Linked DNA regions of Gossypium hirsutum: region 1 is linked to region 2. The links are chromatin contacts, called in public Hi-C maps. All regions are on one chromosome and are shown on one strand. Each heading gives the region's core, a stretch centred on a gene start, on an enhancer-like site or on the middle of the called end of the contact. The rest is flanking DNA. Distances are from core to core; before and after follow the strand shown.

Evidence for each region. A called contact is a pair of places that touch in the nucleus more often than the background predicts.
Region 1: a contact with region 2 is called in a Hi-C map of hypocotyl, with 2.9 times the contacts expected there. The contact joins the promoter of LOC107929391 here to the promoter of LOC107939540 in region 2. A contact is called at or near these places in 5 of 34 Hi-C or Micro-C datasets (callus, hypocotyl and leaf).

What each region holds. Positions count from the first base shown.
Region 1 is chrA08:114,486,847-114,490,629 of Gossypium_hirsutum_v2.1, forward strand. It overlaps LOC107929391, which reads right to left and starts at 1,462. Exons shown (of 4, transcript XM_016860798.2): 1 at 618-1,462; 2 at 452-523; 3 at 311-356; 4 at 1-217. The coding sequence starts at 1,214. The coding sequence ends at 351.
Region 2 is chrA08:114,205,942-114,209,575 of Gossypium_hirsutum_v2.1, forward strand. It overlaps LOC107939540 (ethylene-responsive transcription factor 5), which reads left to right and starts at 2,140. Exons shown (of 1, transcript XM_016872886.2): 1 at 2,140-3,484. The coding sequence starts at 2,362. The coding sequence ends at 3,339.

The DNA of each region.
Region 1 (3,783 bases), core at 212-2,711, 280 kb after region 2:
TTTCATCCATATTCCTGTTCATATTTGGTTTCTTAAACTAAAACTCTAACCCTACTCTTCCCTTTGCACAACACATATAAGAAATTAAATATCTTCTCATGCTTTTCCTTTACAAAAGTCATATTTTCATTATACCACAAAAAAATTGAGGTCTCAAATGTGCCATACCCCTACAAAGCTCCCAGATTTGCAAGTTCACTAATACCATATCCATCCCCTGCAAACACCATCATCACCAAACTATTTCAGCTGCAGACTTTGAAATTTAACTAAAAAAATCCCCCAAAGTTAAAAGAAATTTAGAGACAACCTTTCATATTTTGTAATCTGTTTTGCATCTAACAATAGATCTATTTCTGCAGATAAACAAGTTAAAAGAGATTTCGGTTATGAGCTACGGAAATCCTAAATACAAACAAGTTCACATGAAAATTTAGATAAAGCAACAAACCTTAACAGGAGCATCAGCAATACGGTAAGCATCAGCCGTCGTACCAACCAACCATAACCCAGGGAAAACATTCTAAAAAGTCCAAAAAAAAAAAAGAAAAGAGGATAGATTAAATGATTATCAGAAAATTAATGAAAAACGAAAACCCAGAAATATTAATCCTTACATCAAGCTGTTTCTGAATATTCTTTGGCCTTTTCTTGGGCCTTCTTGCAGGTCTTGATCCTGTTATAACAAAGATGTCTTCCTCAATCTCTTCCTTTGATAAAGCTATCCAGAACTTCCTTTTTTCTTTCTTTTCCGCAACTCCCCCATTTTCAGCGAAACCCCTTAATCTCATCGACTTCGGCCCCACCGTTTCACTCGTCTTTTCCGCCGCCGATGTCACTACCGCCGCCGACGTCTCCATCACCACTTTTCTAGGTCTCAAATTCCATGGTCTCTGCACAGTCTCCTCCTCATCTTCTTCAGCTTCATTTTCTCGCGGCTTTGACGACTCTTCTTCTCGTTGCTGTCGTTGTTCTTCTTCGCGGTGGATTTGTTTGATGGCTTTCGGTGGTGGAGGAAAGGATGAGCGGTGAATGCGGGTGGAGCGTGACCCAACACGCGTCGGACGAAGACGGTCGTGGTCCGAGTCGGATTCAGGAGAACGGCTGTGATCGGCGGTGGCAGCGGATGAACTACCACCTCCGTGGGTCCCCCATTTAAGAAACGGAAAGTTGAAGTTGTGTAAAGGCTGAGACTTTATCGGTGCAGTAGCCATAAAAAAATAACAAAACAAGAGCGAACAAAGAAACAACTGCACATAAACGACCAACACTTCTTAAAAGATGAGAAATTGAGAAAGAAAACAAAGCGCGGTGGAGGAAGTGGCGGAGCAAAGGAAGAGCAACCCTGAAAGATGAGAAGGAAGAAGAAAGAAATATCAAATATGTTCGTTGAAGAAATAAACTTTATTTTTTTTCGTAGGTCACTTATACAAAAGCGAGATCACCCGGGGACCGGGTTTTTATGTTATGAATTTTTTAGGCTTGATGTTCCATTTATTTACGTTGTGTACCGGCAGTAAAAGGTAGAGGTCTTCATGAACTGGGGGTTCTCTATATTTATATTTATTTTAAATTTTTTTAATATTTACATTATCGCTATATATTATTTCAGATTTAATTTAATTTTTATGTGTAGTAAATTATATAATATATAAAAATAGTATAATATAAAATACTATAAATTTAAAAATAGATCGGATTAGGGTTGAAATTAATTGTTAAATATTTAAGTTCAAAATTTATCAATATTTTAAATGAGTTTAATTTTTTAATCTAATCTTTTTATTCAAACTATCTTAAATTTCAAGCAAACCTTTAAATCTGGATAAATATTTCGACCCAAACAAGTTTGAAAAACCACAACTCTAATGTACTACTTTTGGAAGTTTGGCTTCAGGCCAAAATTGGTAACAAATATGTGAATAACTTCATCTATAAACCACTGAATTCAGTTCAAAAAAAATTAAAAATTACTTTTTATAAGATGATTAATTCTTAACATTTTAATACGTTCAACTTTATATTTTTTTAAAAAGAAATAAAATTTAGATTAAAAAACATTTTTTTTTGCCATTTACCCTCTCTCGAATTCACGATTTGGGGTGAAAATTCAACCCTGATAATCAATAGATTAAATGTTAAGATTGTAATGAAAAATACTTACCACCTCAAATTTAGTAAAAAAAAAAAAGAAAAGATAAGTATACTCTTACTATCATTTATCCATGTATCTTCTATTTAGTTTATTCATTGATTTATTTTAATATTTTTGAATTATTTTATATAAAAAATATTTTTTATTTTAATTAAAAATAAATACTTTAAATTTATGTATAATTCAGTCATATTTTAACCTAATATTATAATTAAAGTAAATTTTAAATATTTAACATGTATTTACATAAAAAAATAATTAAAAAAGAAAAAAAAAAGTAAAGAAAAAGTGAAAACAAAAATAATTATCATTGATAACAATTTTTAAAAAATAAACTTGTAGTAAATAAAGTTATGACTTGATGTCAAGGTTAAGGTCTTGAAAATTTTAAAATCTTAAATTCAAATTTTATTTCATATAAATAATTTTATATTTGGTAAAAATTATACATCTTCTTACTTAAAAGATAATAACATAATGAAGTGCTAAGGAATCCCCTAAAAATATATATAAATAACTCATAGAACATTTTTGGACCAACAAGGTTATGCACTTACATATTATGTCAGAAATTTCATTTATGATGATCTTGTCTCATCCATTCAACAGTCTATGTGCTAAGAGGACTATAATTTTCTAGTGTCTCCCAAATCTACTTCATAAAAATAAGGCACTAATCTTTAATTATATCCCTTGTCAAACTAAATGTATTTCTTAGTATAATCTATTTCTTAATTTTGTATCTGTTATTAGAATCTTAAAAAGTTAAAACTGTCATCTGACATGACATAATTAATTTTTATAATTTTCTGTAAAGATTTACAATGTGTTATATTCCTACTAAACATGTCATTTGACACAGTTGTTTTAAAATTCCCTTTTAGTTTTTCTTCAACACATGTCACCATGTGTTAACCATTAGCTAAACCATCATCTAATGCGATAAGTTCAAAGATTTTTCAAAAAGAAAAATTGTACAACATTAATTTTTTTTAAAATTCATATTTACCACGTGTCACATCTTTATTGAAACTGTCGACATGGTTTCATCTCACATAAACAAAAATGTAAATTACTTTTCTAAATTAATCTGAAATTTAAATTTCATATTTAAATAATTTCTAAATAATCTGAAAAATAGATTATGTGTTTCTTTTTAAGGAGGTGCATTTATAACCCAAAAAGAAAATCTAATTTTAGACATTAAATTTTAAATTAGAAATATTTTAAATTAAAAAGAAAATTATAACCCCCACGTAATATGATTTGATGGATTTGGGGTAGACCTGTTCATAGGTCGATTCACTCAGTCCAACCTAAAGACCCGTTCAAAAAGTGAAAGGTTTTGAGTAAAAATATTAGTCCGAAAAATGAGTTCAGGCAAAATAAATAATGCTAATTTAAAAATTAGGCTGAGTCTCGAGTAAGGTTTTTTTGGCCTGGGCTCAACCTAGCCCAAATTAGCAAAAAAATTTCTTATTATTTTCTCACTGTTTTGCTACAATTTCACTATTATGTTACTACTATTTTGTTGTTATTGTTTGGATATTATATAACTCTTGTTTTATTATTAATTTTGTTACAATTTTAGAGGCATTTGCTTGTTAAGTTATACCTATGTTAGTGTT
Region 2 (3,634 bases), core at 890-3,389:
CCAACTTTCTGCCACTATTCATCTTTGAAAAGTCAAAGATTGTAGGTATCCAATAAAGACTAAAGTGGCTCTCTGAATAGTAGTTACTGCAATCATGCTTGATGAAGAATTTAAAGTCTCGAGTATTCATCGAACTCTTCACAACCAACTCAGACAAACTTTAAGTCAAGTAGGCTATGAGTAAATGGACATTTGAATCCGACACAATAACTCAAGTAGGCTATGAGTAAATGGAAATTTGAATCCAACACAATTTGACATTAGCACGTATCAAAGGGGATCTAGAGTAAAGAGATCTAGATTAAGATCTAAGATATTAAAACAGTGTATGACCTAGTAAAAATTAGGCTTTAAAATCAATGAGTTAACAGAGGAATAATAATGAAAGGAACTTCCCTAAACTAGGTCAAAGAAGGCAGAGAATACACGTTTGATTAGTTTAGATCTTGTCAAAACTTGAAGTAAATTTCCCAATTAAACAAATAAAATTACTCAAAGCATATCAAATTAAAAGAAGAGAATATACCATTGGGTCAGCTGCATGATTGCTAAATCCAATTCTCCATGAACAATTTCCCCATTGTTGTGGGTTTTTTAAGGCTTAATGAACTTGTGCAACTTGATCCTGTTGGATCCTCGTGTTCTTAACGTTTGAAGTTCAAACCTGAGTCCATGCAAAATTACCAACTTTTTTTAGCACCAAAGGGGATAAGGAATGTATAATAATGAACAGTCACATCTAAAATTGATAACATAAAATTAAAAGGAGTGTATACTTCTATGATTGAAAAAAAACAAATCCTTGTAAAAAAACAATGGGAAAAAAAAGCATCTTCCATATATACTTGTCTAAAACTACGACTCGATAAATGCTTCTAGATTTTATGAATCAATGCAATCAATCATATTAATATACTATCATTTCCCAAGTCTTTAAGCCATGACTTTAACCATAACGATAATTACAACTCGGTGATTTCACTGCAACTTAAGAATTGGCAATAATACGCTTAGATTCGGTTTAAGCTTTCATCAATCCACTTGGTTAGGTTAGGTTTGAAAATGAGCTCTCAGGCACTTTACATGCATTTATCATATAAAACAATCGGAGTGGTTGAGTTTGAGACCAAGTGGATACTCAAGACATGGAATCAGTAATACAACACCGCAGATTGACCACTTCTCACCTAAACATCTATTCATTGGCCATGCTACTCCATCAAAGCTTTAATTATATCATTCTTCAGAAGAGGTTTCACATCACAAGCATTGATGTATGGATATATATATATATATAGACTTAGCCAAAAGCCCAAAAAAACCAAATAAGGAAATAGAAAATTATTTCATTGCAGACCTAGTGATAATAAAAGAAAGATGAAAGAACAAAGCAAATCCATCTGTCTTTTGTGATTTAATTAATTGTTTATTATTACATCAGTGCTTATGATTGTCTCTATTCTCAATATGTTATTACTCCTAGGGTTGTCCGGCCATCGTATTTGATCCTTGTACACTGCTCCTGGATGAAATTTAATTAAGCTTAGAAAATAGTCCCCCACCCCACTATAGACCTAGGATTTGAATTTGAACATATCAGCATTTAACATGAGAATAGGTAAATAAACTTAAGTTCACACACCATTTGTATTTATCCAAATGTAAATTGGATTTGTATAACCTGTAAAGCCTTCTTCTTTGCTTGCAAGTTAAATAGTAATAATCAAATAAAACATTCTAGAAAGATTAAAGTTCAATATTGTATTATTAGCTTCCATCTTAATCCATGTTTACCGCTACATCAGCTGACCAAACCATCATCGAAGAAAATTTTGTCTTTTACTTCATAACCCTTTAACGTAATCATTAAAATAGTTGTTTTATGAAACTTTGTCAAATATTTTTATGCAAAGGAGAACCTTTTTTAGAACCAACCAAGAAATGCAAGCAACAAGAAAGCAACAAAGGAGATACAAACATAAATTATTCTAATAATAATATAGAACTTAGCAGATTAGATTACCTCAAGCACTAGCCGTCCGATCCTCGATTTGACCCACTTTTTCAAGGAATCAGATGGTGAAATATTCAACCTGGTACAAATCCCTTTTGCACAGTGAAAAAACAAAAGTTTGTAGCTTCCTTGAACCTTCATCCATCGTCGAAGCCCCGTTGAAAAGTTTGACAAGTCTTCAAATTCAACCTTCCTTATGCGTTATAAATACCTTTCCACTCTCCCCTTCTACTCTCAGGCAAAAAACCTGAAAATCTTTTCTTAATTTAAACTCGCAACAACAATCCTTTGTTTCTTTCCTTTTTCTGTTCTCTGATTTTTCTCTAACTTTTTTCAATTTGTTGGTTATGGAAACAAGCAGTGAAATATCAACCGCGCTTCAATATATCCAACACTATTTACTTGATGAACTTTCTCCTGTGGGATTGGGGAATTTTTCAAATGAAAATAGATGGATAAATGAGGTAAAAGCGGGAGTTTCTACTTCTCAACCTGAATCTCTTTACTCACAAACTTCGAGCTCTGGTTCCTCTCTCGCAGAGTCTAACTTTAATTGCCTTGAAAATAATGATTTCTTCAAATTTTCTCCCAATTTCCGTGGATTCCAGCCACACAGAAGTGATGTTTTCGAATACGAGTCGAAACCTCAAATTATAGATCTCATAACACCTAAGTCCTTCCCATCCAATGCCAGTTCCTTAGAATTTGAAACCAATCCTCAAATCACTGAACTTTCAACGGCAAAACCTCAAGTTTCCTCGGGTTGTAACTCTAAGATTCGAAAGCCGTCGCTAAAAATCTCGTTACCTCATAAGGTGGAGTGGATTCAATTTGATAAACCGGATTTAACTCGGCCCAAGCTGAAGAAATCAAATTCTGAAGACAATAGGCACTATAGAGGAGTCCGACAAAGGCCGTGGGGGAAATTCGCGGCGGAGATCCGAGATCCGACCCGAAGAGGTTCTAGGATATGGTTAGGGACCTTTGACACGGCCATCGAAGCCGCTAAGGCTTACGACCGAGCCGCTTTTAAGCTACGTGGCTCAAAAGCCATCCTTAATTTCCCTCTCGAAGCCGGGAAGCTGGAGTCAGCTGCCAGTGACGGAGAGAGGAAACGGAGCAGAGATAACAGCGAAGGAGAAGAAAAACGGGCAAAGGTGGTGAAGAGAGAAAGCGAAAACGGGACGAAAGCGAGAGATAACGGTGATGCACCTTTGACGCCGTCAAATTGGACAGCGTTTTGGGATTTGGACAATGAAATTAAGGAGATTTTTAACGTGCCACTATTATCGCCGTTAGGGTTTTCTCATGTTATGGTTGTATGATGCTGCGAGTGTTTGAAATGGAGAGCAGTGACGTGGATATTTTATGAAAGACGTGGAATTCTTTTTGGGTTGTATATTTTGGTTGTATACTTGGATTCACTTTCTATTACTTCAATAAATTATTTTTATTATATTTATTACAAAATATTATTATTTTTAATTTAAAAATTCATTTAATTAGCTTTTAAATGTATAAAAAAAATACGTCTATCATCATAATATAAAATTATTTGATACATTATCATGTAAAAACTGTCATTTTTATAATAATTTACTTTATTGTAGAATTAATTTT